Regions from separate parts of the Hordeum vulgare genome. Here region 2 is linked to region 1. A link is a contact called in public Hi-C data. All regions are on one chromosome and are shown on one strand. The core of a region is the stretch at or near the end of the contact, and the rest is flanking DNA. Distances in the headings are between cores, read along the strand shown. Region 1 holds the start of LOC123427190 (F-box protein At1g47056-like). Region 2 has its middle 95 kb from the start of LOC123427191.

Region 1 (7,518 bases), core at 2,622-5,121:
CTCATCCGCGGCAAAGCCTTCTGGGGCTTGGATCCACTCGGTTTGGCCGCCTTACAGGGCTGGCCCACGGGCTCAGCAGCAGAGTCCCTGGTCCTCTTTGTGCTCCGAGCACTCGGCACCACGGGAACAGCTGGCGAGGCACTCGGAACCACCAGAGCGGCTGGCGGAGCACTCGAGGCCACTGGAGGAGCCGACGGAGCCACAGGTTTGTGGCGGCGTTTGGTTCGAGGCTCTGGAGGTGGAGGTGGCGAGCTCTGCTCCTCATCTTCCCCCTTCTCTTCTTCGGACTCCTCCTTCGTCTCCCCACTGTCGGAGATGTACTCGACGCTCTCTACGCTGCCCTCCTGGCTTCCTTCCTCCTCCTCGCCCGGATTCCCGTTTGAGACAGGAGAGAACCAGTTGGTCCACGTCTGCACAAGATACAGTCGACAACATCAGACGTCAGTCGGTAAAACAAGAAAAAGCAATAAATCTAAGACAATTGGATGCACTCGACAAGTTATACTCACCTCATTCGGGGGAGGGTTGTCCGCCCAGAAGAGCTTCACTCGTCGGGCTCCTTTGGGATTATCGCAGGCGCCTGTGATGTTGAGGACCCACGACGCCACCAGCTCCCCGGTCACGCACTCGGGGTTAGTCCGAGTGGTGTCCTCAGGCCCCGTGTAGTGCCACATGGCGTGGTGTCGAGCTTGCAGAGGCTGGATACGCCGACCCAGAAAAACCTCCAGCAAGTCTATGCTAGTGACTCCCTTTCGGACGACCTCTACAAGCTCATCGACCAGAGGCTGGATCTGGATCTTCTCCATCTTTGTGAGCGCGAGTTGCCTAGGCGGAGCTGGCCGGTCTAAGCTAAAAGGTGGCAGTCCAGTGGTGGCATTCGAGCTAGCAACGTCCTGGCAGTAAAACCAAGTCGACTGCCAGTTCCTAACGGCTTCAGACAGCTGGAGAGCGGGATAGCTACTTTTACTTTTCTTTTGGAAGCCTAAGCCTCCGCAGAGCTGGAGGAGGTGAGTTTTGTCATCCGACTAACTCAGCCTCTTTATAGTTTGAGATCTAGCAGAGAAGATGTGCTCGAAAAGCCCCCAATGGGGAGGACAGCCGATAAAGCACTCGCACAACACGACGAAGGCAGAGAGATGAGCTATGGCATTGGGAGGAAAATGGTGGAGCTGCACCCCGAAGTGGTTCAAGATACCTCTGAAGAAGGGACGAGGAGGCAGAGAGAAGCCTCGGTGCACGTGGCTGAGCAACAAGACGCACTCCCCCTCCTGGGGCGCCGGCTCGGTCTCGCCCTCCGCCGGCAACCTCCAAGTCTTGTGCTCGATCATGCCATACTCCACCAGCTCCAGCATGTCCTCCTCCGTCATCGTGGAGGGGAGGAAATCCCCCTGGATCCAACCCGCCGGCAGTGCTCGCTGCCGCCGCTGAGCAGGAGCCGCCGCCTTCCCCTTCTTCTTCCGCGCCTCAAGCTTGCTTGTCTGCCCCTTTATCATGGTGGAGGTTGCAGACCTGCGGGGGAGAAGGAGAAGGAAAGAGCTTCAGATGCGCATGAGGTGGCGAGAGAAACGGGGCAAGTGCGAGCTATCAGGCGAGTGTAATGAAAAACCCTCGCTGAAGAGGTTTAAATAAGGTTCCGACTGGGTCACTAGCAGGTGGCCCCGAAATCTTATCCCCCGACCGGTCCCTACGATATTAGTGGAGGAGATGAAGGCGCAGAAATCGAGGCGGCAGAAACTACTCGATTACGGTGTCGTCACCCCCGCCGAGCGCGCAGCAACCGATATTTGAGGATTCCGGAAAATCCGCCGCTGTCAGTTGACTGGTCACGTCAAAAGATACCACTAAAGCACTCGGTCCCTGACGGTTCGTTTCACAAATACATCCACTCGGATCACTGGTCAAGAAGATAAAATGGATCGAGGCAAACAACGCCAAAGTCGCATCCGTACCAGTCGGATCCGTACTCCAAGCATCGCTTCGTCGTTCCAACCCCAATCCATTCGGGGACTAATGATGGGGTTATAGTCCTAGGGTAGGGTCATAGACCTGCCCTGTGGGGCCTACCCAAGGACTACCCTTCATGAAGGATAAGGCCCTTAGTCAGTTCCGACTGAATTAAGGACTTCCCATCATCCAGTCGGTAACGATTGCTCTATCATCCAGTCGGAGATGAGCATTCAGAGCGTATCAAGCTTACCGACTGGATTCCACTCTGTACATCATAACCCCCCCTGGAGGGCAACGGTCATACGTTTCCCTATACCTTTATTAGCATTTAAGACATACGTTACCTGTAACGTATGCAGTTATTCACCACTACTCCACCCCTGCGCACCGAACCATTGTGAAAGGTAGCGCACTCTATATAAGCCGCCCTTCCCCACTGGTGCAGGGGTTAGCAATTCACTGTAATCCATATTCCACTCGACAACAAGCTCCCAAGAGCACTGGGACGTAGGGCTTTTACCTCCACCGTAGAGGGGCCTGAACTCATACAACCTCGCCGTAGCTAAGGCTCTGTCCATCCTTTCGTACCCTACACATCTACTGTCAAGCTTATACCCACGACAGTGCTCATGAGGGTAGATTTTTTTTGGCAACACGTCTCTCATTTATATCATAATATCATATTACAAGCCACATACCCATCGACTTGACAAAAATGAGAAGAAAAGGACACTAGTCTTTGCACAAAAGAACACGTGCCAAGAAAGACAATTACATTCAATATCGAAGAATCCCCTCAGTTTGACACCAACGCTAGTCAATTGTCTCAGGCACCACTACAACAAGCAACAAAGAAAAAAGGCGGATCTTCTCCTCACCCGAGCTCGACACGGACCATTGGTGATTTGCTATTTTGCATACCCTCGAAGGTGGTTGATCAAAGAAGAAGCCATTACAGTTGAGCGAGTCAGACTCAGGAACACCCTAGACACATCATTGAACTTCAGATCTAGCATGACTATTACATCGGAGGAGGAAACCAGAACTGCCGGCCATGAACCATAAACGTAGCACATGATCTACCATCTTCTAGATGTTGTGGATGCATACCACAATTCACATCTGCTCGACTACCTTCCAAGCTCCACGCCCATGCTGGAGCAAACATTTTTGGAACAACGGAGTCCAAAGACACGAGTGCACCACGATGATGCCACCGTCACCACGACATCCTTGCTTGTACAAACTGGTTTTCAAATCCATCCCCAATCATAGCACCGATCATCTTATTGGTGAAGAATCTGAAGCTTCTTAATTCAACGCCGCCATTGCAGCCGCCGAAGCCAACACGATGAGCGATCGAAAAACCTAGACTACTAGGACCTAAAACCTAAATCTACCCTATCCGCACGTGTGGATCTGTCGACAGCCCGCGGAAGGGAGCCGTCGGAGGACGGCGACAGTACGACCTGGTAGCTGGCTAGATCGTTCCTTTTTTTGGAAGAAAGAAAAGCGATGTGAAATTCACATGGGTAGGGTGTGCGTATGCGTATTCATCGAATTAAACTTATGTGTGAATATATGAGCGTTTGCGCTGTAATGTATTAAAATACGTTAGTGTTTTTTAAACAAAGTACAAACATATATGCACATACATTTATCTTTACGAACACGCACACACAAATCTAATTCTTATGAGACTTGAACTTTTATGGGCAGAAGATAACACTGTCTTTTAACCATCCAATCACATTGGTTTGTGAATTCGGTAGTGTTTGGCATGACCGTGACATTTTATGTGTGTGTGTGTGGGGGGGGGGGGGGGGGGGTGTGAAACCGTGACGTAGTATAAGCGTGACATCCCGTGTCAATGAAATTCGTCAACAAACGACCGAGTTCCCGGGGCAACCCAACCAAACCCATGAGCAGCCTCGCGGCACCACATCCATGAAGCACCTGCAATTGCAAAACAAACGCTCCTCCCTCGGAGACGTATGTTATGTATACTTTCCCCATTTTCCTCCGACTCCCAACAAACAACCCATCCCCACCGCAGGCAGCCAGCCCCAGAGCCAGAAGAGAAGAGAAGAGAAGAGATCGGCAGGCAGGCAGGCAGGCAGGCAGATCCATCCTCCCCCTCCTCTCCCATCCACCCGCATGGCCATCGCCTCCCCACGCATCCCGGGGGCGCCCGCCTAGCATGGGCCAGTCCCCCTCCTTCCCCCACCCCTCCAAATCCCCCACCAGCCCCAGGCCCCCGCCCTCCTCCTCCATGGCGCCGCCGATGCCCGCGGGCGCGGGGAGCGGCACCGGGAGCCTCGACCCCTCCCCCTCCCCCTCCACCTTCGCGGCGCCACCGCCGTCCCGCGACCACACGCAGGACCTCCCCGACGAGATCCTCACGCTCGTCTTCGCCTCGCTCACCCCGGCCGAGCGCAACGCCTGCTCCCTCACCTGCGCTCGCTGGAAGGAGGTCGACGCCGCCACGCGCCACCGCCTCTCCCTCGACGCGCGCGCCATGCTCGGCTACAACACCCCCGCCATCTTCTCCCGCTTCACCGCCGTCACCAAGCTCGCCCTCCGCTGCGCGCGCGGCTCCGGCGCCGACAGCCTCAACGACGGCGGCGCCGCCGCAGTCGCCGCCACGCTCCCCTCCGCCCGCCTCGCCAGGCTCAAGCTCAGGGGTCTCAGGCAGCTCTCCGACGCCGGCCTCGCCTCCCTCGCCGCCGCCGCCCCCGTGCTCCGCAAGCTCTCCGTCGCCTCCTGCACCTTCGGCCCCAAGGCCTTCGTCGCCGTGCTCCAGTCCTGCCCCCTCCTCGAGGACCTCTCCGTCAAGCGCCTCCGCGGCCTCCCGGACACCTCGGGCGCCGTCACCGCCACCGCCATCACCGAGGACATCCTCTTCCCGCTCGCCATGGCGCTGCGCTCGGTCTGCCTCAAGGATCTCTACAGCGCCCTCTGCTTTGTACCGCTGGTCTCCTCCTCGCCGAATCTCCGCTCGCTCAAGATCCTGCGCTGCTCCGGTGCCTGGGACTTGCCACTGGAGGTCATTGCCGCCCGTGCTCCTGGCCTCGTTGAGATTCACCTTGAGAAGCTCCAGGTCGGCGACCGTGGGCTATGTGCTGTCTCGGCCTGTGCGAATCTGGAGGTGCTCTTCCTTGTCAAGACCCCTGAATGCACCGATGAGGGCATAATTAGCGTTGCGCAGAACTGCCACAAACTGCGCAAGCTGCATATCGATGGCTGGCGCACAAACCGGATCGGTGATCGCGGCCTCATGGCTGTTGCTCGAGGATGCCCCGATCTTCAGGAGCTTGTCTTGATAGGGGTCAACCCCACCGTGCAGAGTCTTCGGATGCTTGGTGAGCACTGCCGTGCATTGGAGCGTCTTGCGCTTTGCGGGTGTGAGACCGTAGGGGACACCGAGATCATTTGCCTCGCGGAGCGCTGTGCTGCTCTCAAGAAGCTTTGCATCAAGGGATGCCCAGTCACAGACCGCGGGATGGGAGCGCTGAATGGGGGTTGCCCCAGTTTGGTCAAGGTGAAGTTGAAGAGGTGCCGCGGAGTATCGTATCAATGTGTTGAGCATCTGAAGATGGCCAGGGGGGATTCCTTCTCAATCAGCCTGGATATTGTGTTGGAGCATGATGCAGGCGCTCCAAGTGAGAATGGTGTGCAAGAGACTGGACAACAAGCACAGATTACAGAGCTAACTGGTCAGATGGCTGCCATGGACCTTCCCACTAATGCTGCTGGTGCGCAATCTTTTGCTCAGGCGAATAGTAGGATGCGGAGCGTCATGTCAGCGCTTAGAAGGAGATTTGGCAACCCTCCACCAGCGTGATGTGGGATGGAAATCCATCAGCTCCTTTGCTATTGATCGTCTCTAATCTCATGTCCGTGTTCCTTAGCTTGTTACATTTCGTATCCAGTCCATGCAAAAACTCCTTATGGATAATTCCGTGTTTTACTGTGTGGAGCTAATAGCATCATCAGTAGTGTCTCCCTTGTTCTGATTTTACCTTGCTATGGTATAACACTGCTGGTGATCAACATGCTTCCATCCGTATCCAGGAAAATCATTTTTTGTTTGTTTGCATCAAGCCGCAACTCCATGTTTGCATTTCTACATCAGTACATAAACATTAACCTTCGCTGACATATTGATGCCAAACACTGTTGATTCACAATAGTTTGAGTTCGTTTTGAAGCAAGAAGATTCAGAATTGAGATTTGATATCTTCTTTTGTGCAGAGACGATCCTTATTCAGTTTATTCAATTTGTCATGCATAAAGTATGCAAATGAAATGGTGCACGGAAACAATCAAAGAAAATGCATACTTTAAACCAGGTGCCATTTCCTGTTGTTACTTATAAAGGTCTTGGATAGCGATATGCTAGTTGTTGCTTGGAAGTTTAATTCGCAGTGGTAGTGATATGCTGATTGTGAAAGATTTCATGTCATGTAAAGTGGTATACGTGTCTTGTCCGTTTACGCTGGCATGTTAATTGAATCGTCAACCAATTCATGATAAACCCATCTACAAGCAGAGTGAGTAAAGTCAGTGTTTATTTATTCTCTTGTGTTTCAATTGATAATATCTAGTGCGTGCCTGTGCCTGTCAACACTTTTTGAGTGGTAAATTTTATATTGCGAGACTTTGGTTAGTTGTTGTCATATCAGTCATAACAACCTTGGTGGTGTTGAGAATTACTCGGTAGCTTGTAACAAATGTGAAACACAACACAGCATTTAAAAGTGGGCTTGTAGATTTGTTGCGTTTGGAGTAGAAGTTAAGCAAATAGAATGTCACTGGGGCCTATCTTCCTTGGACCTTGGTGAATATGTGTTGTTGGCCAAAGGAAAACCATTAGTAGGAGCTTTCAAGGGTTAGTCTGATGATGTGCATGTGTCGAGTCTTGCATACGCGTTGCAGGTTGGTCTTATTAGATATTTTCATCGAATCAGCCTGATAGAAAATCATCAGATAGTGAAGGGGGGAGAAAGATCTTTTACTAGCAGAACAAATTATACGTGCAGTTGGTCAAAGTACGGCATCTTTGCTTTTAAAACTACTTATTATAGCGAACCAAACATAACAACTGACAGTATAAAATACAGCTAGGACTAGGGGTGATCCAAAGCTTGTTCGAGAAAATGCTCAAGGGAACCAAAGTCCACAGAACATTGCATATGCTGGTAGTAAAAATGTGCAGTTCAAGCAGCAAAATTTGGTGTTTTGACTTTTGCAAAAGTTTAGCAAAACATTCTGAAATTTGATATTTTTTCTACCGTTGGGGTCAATGATAGTAAGGTATGGCAGCCTATCCCCAAGGATCATGACGGTAGACAATTTATCCACTTCAGCGCACCCCTATCGTCAAACAGGCCGGTGGTAGGCTGTGCAACACTCAAGGTGCCCGGTGATAGATGCACATAATTTGATACTTATATTTTTTTTACGGTAAGACGTACATCAAATAGCAAGATCCCAAAATATTTTCGAAGCAAGTGGCTAAACTTTCAAAAAGGGACGAAAATTCGCCGGGGTCATGCTGCCCAGTTCGTC
Region 2 (7,518 bases), core at 3,424-5,923, 120 kb before region 1:
AAAGAAGCTTTCCTCGCCGAGCTTGCATCTCACAAACCAGTGCCAGGAATGGCATGCCTTGCCTTGGGCGATTTCAATCAGATTTATCGGGCTAGGGATAAAAATAACAGAAACATTAACATGATGAGGATTATTCGGTTTCAGGATACTCTGCAAGCAAGTGTGCTCAAGGAAATCCATTTGCAGAACCGTCACTTCACATGGAGCAACGAGCGAGCCAGCCCGACACTATGCAAGCTTGACTCATTTTTTGCAATGCGGATTGGGATACAACCTTCAACACCCATGTGTTGCATGCGCTGTCATCTTCTCTTTCAGACCACTGCCCTCTCCTTCTCGCCGATGACAAAGGGCCCAGGCGGCCAAGATCCTTCAAATTTGAGAATTATTGGGCATCTTTGCCCGGCTTCAACGAGGTCGTCCAAAAAGCTTGGAATGAGCGTGTCAATCATGTCAAACCCTTTCATGTCTTGCACCATAAGCTCGAGAAGACAGCGTTATGCCTCACTGAATGGAGCAATCAGTTGTTCTCCAAGGCCAAGATTCTGTTCCACGCGGCAAATCTTGTCATTTTACGACTTGACATAGTCCAGGAGGGGCGGCAACTTTCCACGGAGGAACTGGACCTCCGCTCGAGGCTAAAGCGGAGGGTGATAAGCCTCGCGGTTTTGGAGAGAGCTGGAAAGAGTCAATGTGCGAGACTGGCGAACCTCAAGGACGGTGATGTGAACACCAAATTTTTCCATTGCCGCATCAATGCTCAGAGAAGAAAAAACCACATTCATATGATCAACCATGCGGAAGGCCGAACATGATGCAAAGGAGAAGATCATACATGACCATTTCTCCGAGGTCATGAGTCGCGGAGATAGATGTTCCATGGATTTTAACTAGGATGAGCTTACCATCAAGCCACTAGACTTACATTACCTTGCTGACGCGATATCTGAGCAGGAGGTGTGGGAAGCCATCAAAGAACTGCATGCAAACAAGGCTCCTGGGCCGGACGGCTTCACAGGTCTCTTCTTTCGGAAGTGTTGGGAATTCATCAAACACGACTTTATGCGAGCAATTCAAAGCTTTGACACGCTCCACACGACCAATTTGCATTGACTCAACTCCGCCAACGTTGTTGTGTTGCCCAAGAAGGAGGGCGCAGAGGGAATCTCTGACTATAGGCCGACTAGTCTCATTCATGCTATGGCCAAGATCATTGCTAAAATTCTTTCCTTACGCCTGCCCCCCCCCCCCCCCACATGGACGCCCTCGTCTCCAATGCACAAAGTGCTTTCGTCAAAAGGCGTAGCATACATGATAATTTCATGTACGTACAAAATTACACGCGTCGACTGCACAAATGCAAAACCCGAGCCCTGCTTTTCAAACTAGACATCAAGAAAGCATTTGACACAGTCAAGTGGGAATATATTCTGGACCTACTTCAGCGGAAAGGGTTCCCAAGCAAGTTTCGAGATTGGATTGCATCACTACTTTGCACGTCCTCCTCGCCCATCCTCCTTAATGGGATTCCCGGGTCTCCCATCAAGCATGCTCAAGGGCTTCGACAGGGAGACCCGATCTCGCCTCTGTTGTTCATCCTGGCGATTGACCCTCTCCAACAAATTCTTGAGCTGGCAACCCGGAAAGGAATTCTTCATAAGTTACGTGGCCGTTGTGCCATGGTGAGAACATCCCTCTATGCTGATGACGCGACTGTCTTTATGGCCCCAATTAAGAGGGATATCGACAACCTCTCGGCAATACTCAAGGGTTTCGGTGAAGTCACGGGATTATGTACAAACTTTCACAAGAGCTCCGTCGTGCCCATTCGTTGTAATCACATTCACCTTTAGTATGTCCTCCATAACATGCATGCGGCTAGGGCATATTTCCTAATGAAATATTTAGGGCTTCCTCTTTTAGTGTGGAAACTCAAGATGGTGGAGTTTCAGTACCTTGAGGAGAAAGCGGCAAGCAAACTAGTCTCTTGGGAGGACCAACATATCACAACCATTGGACGAACAACTCTCGTCAAATATGTTATTACATCCCAAGCTGTGTTCTCTATCTCGGCACTAACCGTCCCTCAGGGTACCCTTCAGAACTTCAATAAAATTGAGAGGGCCTTCCTTTGGTCCGGCTCCGACAAGACGACCGGGGCCAAGTGCAAGGTGAATTGGGAGATTGTTTGCCGTCCGAGGGAGTACGAAGGTCTATGGGTGCTCAACACTGATAAATTTGCCCGCGCACTTAGACTTCAATGGCCATGGTACGGATGGAAAGAGCCTAAAAAGTTGTGGGTAGGACTGGGCAACCCATGTACCAAGGAGGATCTTGACTTTTTCTATGCTTCTACGACCATCACTGTTGGCAATGGCGCGAAAACACCATTCTGGGATGCGCCATGGCTGCTTGGGCGCAAGCCAATGGACATCGCCCCGCTAATTTTTGAAGCCTCGCGAAGGAAACATTGGAAGGTGCGTGAAGCCCTAAAAGATAATGCATGGATCTTCATGATAAACCATAACACTGTCGTGTCCGGTGCCCACGTCCGGGAGTTCTTCACTCTTTGGATGCTTCTTCATGAAGTCTTTTTGGACGACCTTCTTCAGGACGACATTGTGTGGAAGCACTCCAGTGATGGCATTTATTCTTCCTCCACTGCTTACAAGGCGCAATTTCTAGGGATGACTCTCTCCCCTATGGAACGCATGGCGTGGAAGGCTTGGGGACCGCCGAAAGTGAAATTCTTCTCTTGGCTGGCTCTGCAAGACCGAATTTGAACAACCGACCAGCTTGGGAAGCGCGGTTGGGATAACTGCAGAATATGCGCTTTATGCAAGAGGAAACATGAAACTGGCCCACACCTATTCTTCAAGTGTCGGTACACCAAAAAGTTGTGGCGTCTGATAATCGATTTTTTTGGCCTTGTCCATGTTAACACGTCGGGCTGGCACATGCAAGACTGTGTCATGGTTTGATGGGACAAAATGACCGATCTACAAACACCGTATAGAAGTGCCATGACGTCCATAACCATGCTTTTATCTTAGACCATATGGATTGAAAGAAATTCTCGCGTTTTCCGGAACAAGAGAGCTCCACCACTAGTTCTGCTCAGGGCGATCTGCGATGAGGCAAACCTTTGGGTTACCGCGGATGCTAAGCAACTAAGGAATATCATTAGGCGTGAGTCATTGATATGCCGTGCTTTTGGGGTTTTGTAAAAGTCTCAAACTCTATTATCTTCTTAATTAATTGACGAGGCAAATCCTTTGCCTCCGTTTAAAAAAAAAAGATGCGACTTGGCATGTCACATGTCTCGGATACAACACGATGTATATGCATCAGATGCTACGGACCCAAACAAACGCATGTGGATGAAATAGATTGACGCGTTGAAGCTGTTTTTAGTTATGCGTGAACTATCGCTAGCTTGGACATGCTACCCGTTGAAGCTACCACGTGCCACCATAAGAAGAAGAAGAAGAAGAAGAACCGAGTTCCTTCCATATCCCGATTACACATGATGAGGCAGGTGTCGTGGTTGGCGCATCGCCAATCAGCTACCCCAGATGCGACTTGTCATGTCACATGTCCCAGATAGAACACGATATATATGCATCAGATGCTACGGATGATACGCCTCCCGACTGCAGTGGTTGTTCATCTCAGCGCGACGTGTCATGGAAGTGCAACAAGATGAGCAAAATTGCCTCGGCGATGTCGACGTGACACCGACCATGTATCCAACTCGATAGCTCCATCTAATGCATCAGGATCGGTACATATCCAAATATCCACTGGATGCCAGCACTACAGTACTACAGCACCGGCAATAACTAGTCCGTTGTTAGGACGACACTGTCCAGATCGTGAGGTCGGAGATGAGCTTCATTAGCTAATGAGATCACATGGAACGTGATCCTGAAACTGAAAGCTACTCGTTGGGATTCCTGAAAGTTCCTGATGGATGATGACTCGAGTACTGTACTGAATAATTTAGTTGCTATTGGGCACGGGATAAGCCGAGGGGTATTATTGTGCTCAAGGCAAGCAAGCACGCCTTTCTTATCCGGAGGCCTCCTTTTTGCAGCGCAGCCATTAATCAGAGTACTTAACAGGTCCTAATCATCTATTTGTCTCATATGATTATCATCTTCTTTTCATGTAGTCTTATACAATCGCTTTTGATATTCGTGTGGGACTAGTGCGCCCCGCTACGTATGATGGGCTCTTCTTTTCAGTAAAGTTGCAGCAATCAGAGGGGAGTTTACTGCAAAGAAAGATCAACCTAGATCTGTGACTCCACTGAGTACCACATCTGCGTCTGCCCGAGGATTTTTAAAGGAAAAGCAAACTGAAGATTACTCTGGGTTTTCTGAGTGGAAACATCAAACATTTTTCTCCAGGTTTCGTCTTTTAAGTTAAGCTATACTAGGAGAGTGACCTATTTGAATCTCGGTAGAGTTGGACGGAAGAAGAGAAGAATCTGTCCTCAGATTTCAGCCTGTAGCGGCCGTCCTCATCCCGTTGGAAATTGGAGCAGTCGAACGTAGAATGAGAGCAGTAAACCACTCGACGAGGGCGAGGCGAGGCGAGGCGAGCAGTACCACGAAAACACGAGGACGGATCGGCGGCGACTATTCCGCGCTCGCTTCCCCGTTTACCCGGCGACGGTTCGTTCTCGTGCGCTGACGCCGACCCGAAACGTGACAGCCGTGGGCGGTGTTGGCCGGACGCTCTACCCCGTGCCGTTCTCGCCACGGCGCCGTTTGTCCCGCTCGTCGTCGTTGGTCGTGACGCCGTTCGGACGTTCGGTGAGGAGCTTAACCACACCGTACTGGTGCGTTGCTCTTTGCGTGGGAGCGAGGACCGGTCGCCTCGTCGTCCGGCCTCACGGCGATAGACCTGCATCTGCATGGATCCATCTGCGTGCAAGGATTTCGACGTGCATACGCGGTACGCGTATATACTGAGTTACTCTAGTGCTAGCACTATGTTCGACGCAGGAGTAATTGATGGTAGCCATGAAGTGTACGTTTGGTAGTTGGATGTTGGAACTTACACACGCTTTGTCAGCACTGCGGGTACTATGAACGCAAGCGGGGAGGTTCTCAAGCCAGCGACGATAGCAGCGGCGACTGACACGAAGCTATCGATAGAGTCATTCAAAGAAGAGACACCCCAACATTTGAACCTGTCGGCGGCCGAGGACGACGGCCCGCTTGCAACGTGATTCGGCCCAAGTGGCACACCGATCCAGAATGGGTTTGTACTTAAGACAATGTTAGCGTTCTCTTAGAGTTGGCGGTTTGGATGACGGCTTCGGCCGAGACACTTGTAATTCGAATCCTTCTGTTACTCGTTGTGAGGGTGGTTGGAAGGAATAACACGTGACACCATCGCCACAAACCCTAGCTAGATCCCCAATCGAGGCCTATCTTACACTTGGTATCAGATTTGATGGCCCTCGAGCTGCCACGGCACCCGTACGCGACGCGGTGGCGTGATTGGCGGCGATGGACAAGTTATCGAACGAGGGGCGCAACATGTACTCGCTGCTGCGGGCGGATTTCACCGTCGACCTGGATCGACGTTTCAAGGAGCACAGTGAGAATCTTCTCCAAGCCGTCGACAAGCTCATCCAGGCCAACACCGCCACACTCGATGGGCCGCGGACGGCTCATGTCGACGGGTGCGGGAGGAGCTTGTGCTCGAGCTCGAGACCGTCCGCGCCGACTCACGGAGGGAACTGCCTCGGCGCGGCGAAGCTTCGGCTACTCGACTTGTTGGGGTGGCCGCAACTCTGCCGCCGACTCCCTTAGCTTCGACCAGGATCACCGGGAGGAGGCACATGCTCCGTATGTCCCTCCTCCGGTCAGAGGTGCGCGAGATTCCGTTTTCCCTGTTCGTCCTTCCTGTACTACGCGTGATGCGCCTTACCCTGATGCTGTTGATGCGCTATCGTATGGTGTTTGAGTGGATCTTCCTCGTTTCGATGGTGCGAATCCACGACTATGGCAAACTCGGTGTATGGATCAGTTCCGGCTCTGGTGTACTCCTCAGCGTCGTTGGGTTTCGGTAGCCACATCGCACCATCGAAACGATGCAACATCACTGTCCCCAAGATTCCTGGTCCGAATTATGTTCCAGTTTGCAGAGCCGATGTGGTCGTAATCAGCATCAGACTCTGTTACGACAGTTGTTTCGTATTTCACAAACAAGCACCATTGTTGATTATGTGGATAGATTCGCTGATTTATATGATCAATTATATGCTTATGAGGAAGCCCCCAATCATCTCCATTACACCACTCGATTCCTGGACGGCCTGAAGCCTGTTGTTCGTGTGTCTGTTGCTCTATAGAAACCCAAGAACTTGGATATTGCATACGATGTGGCACTGTTACATGAAGAGCTTGGTGGTGGTCTTCATCTCTGAACAATTCTGCACGCCAGAGATGAGGTGCTCTTCCTCTTCCTCTTCCACCCAGAGCAAGTCTTGCTGATAGCAAACGATCAACTGAAACTGTGAAAACTGTTCCATCTGAGGATAAGTGGTCTGCACTACGTGTTTATCGTAAGTCCAAGGGGCTCTGCTTTGTGTGTGGTGAAAGATGGTCTAAGGATCATATGTTCAAATCGTCAGTACATTTACATCTGGTTCAAGAGTTGATTGATCACATTCAAGCACAAGAAGCAATAGATATTCTGTACAACTGATCAAGAGCACATGTCTGTTTGTAGTATGCACCTGTCTGCTGCTGATGCGGGGAAACAGTCTAATGAACCAACTCTGCAATTGTTAATTGAGGTGCAAGGAATGGAATTGATTTTTCTGGTGGATTCTGGTAGTATACACTCTTTTATAGACAGTGCCCTGCAACATAGATTCACCAAGGTCCAACAGACTTATCCTGTGCCAGCATCCGTAGCTGGTGGAGGCCAATTACAATGTGATGCAATGTTATCCAAGAGCTTGTGGAAATGTGGATCACTTCAGTCCACCGGTGACTTCAGACTGTTACCACTAGCAAGCTATGAAGGTATCATTGGGTTGGATTGGCTTGCTCAACATAGTCCAATGCATGTTGATTGGGTTCAGAAGTGGATGTCCTTTCCTTATCAAGGTGAAGTGGTTACGTTGCAAGGCTTGTTACCTGAAGATGTGGCTGTCATAGTGTTTTCCATTTCCTTGTTAAGACCTGTTGAGAAGCAAGTTCAACATCCAGAATTGCAAGTGTTGTTGGATAAACATGCAGTGGTGTTTTAAACCCAACTACTTTACCTCCTAGAAGACTCAAAGATTATACAATTCCTTTAGTTCCAGGTGCAAGACCAGTTTCTGTTAAACCCTACAGGATTGCTCCTCATTTGAAGGATGGATTAGAAAAGCAGATCAAGGAAATGTTGGCCTCGGGGATGATCAGGCATAGTAGCAGTGCCTTCTCTTCTCCTGTCTTGTTGGTAAAGAAGAAAAAAGAAGGGACTTGGAAAATGGTAATTGACTATAGA

What was found. Hi-C and Micro-C count contacts between places; a contact is called where the count stands out from the background.
Region 2: a contact with region 1 is called in a Hi-C map of leaf, with 2.2 times the contacts expected there. The contact joins the enhancer-like site here to the promoter of LOC123427190 in region 1. A contact is called at or near these places in 3 of 6 Hi-C or Micro-C datasets (leaf and seedling) and 1 of 1 datasets of contacts at active chromatin or transcription factors (embryo).

Annotation. Positions count from the first base shown.
Region 1 is chr2H:551,593,265-551,600,782 of MorexV3_pseudomolecules_assembly, reverse strand. LOC123427190 (F-box protein At1g47056-like) reads left to right here and starts at 3,871. Exons shown (of 1, transcript XM_045111170.1): 1 at 3,871-6,026. The coding sequence starts at 3,947. The coding sequence ends at 5,791.
Region 2 is chr2H:551,713,451-551,720,968 of MorexV3_pseudomolecules_assembly, reverse strand. No RefSeq gene overlaps it. Among protein-coding and RNA genes, the nearest start is that of LOC123427191, 95 kb to the left of the region's middle. Within about 2 kb of position 4,673, at least 3 of the 3 cell types and tissues checked have open chromatin away from gene starts, as enhancers often do. A contact at or near this core is called in leaf and seedling, where this site is marked.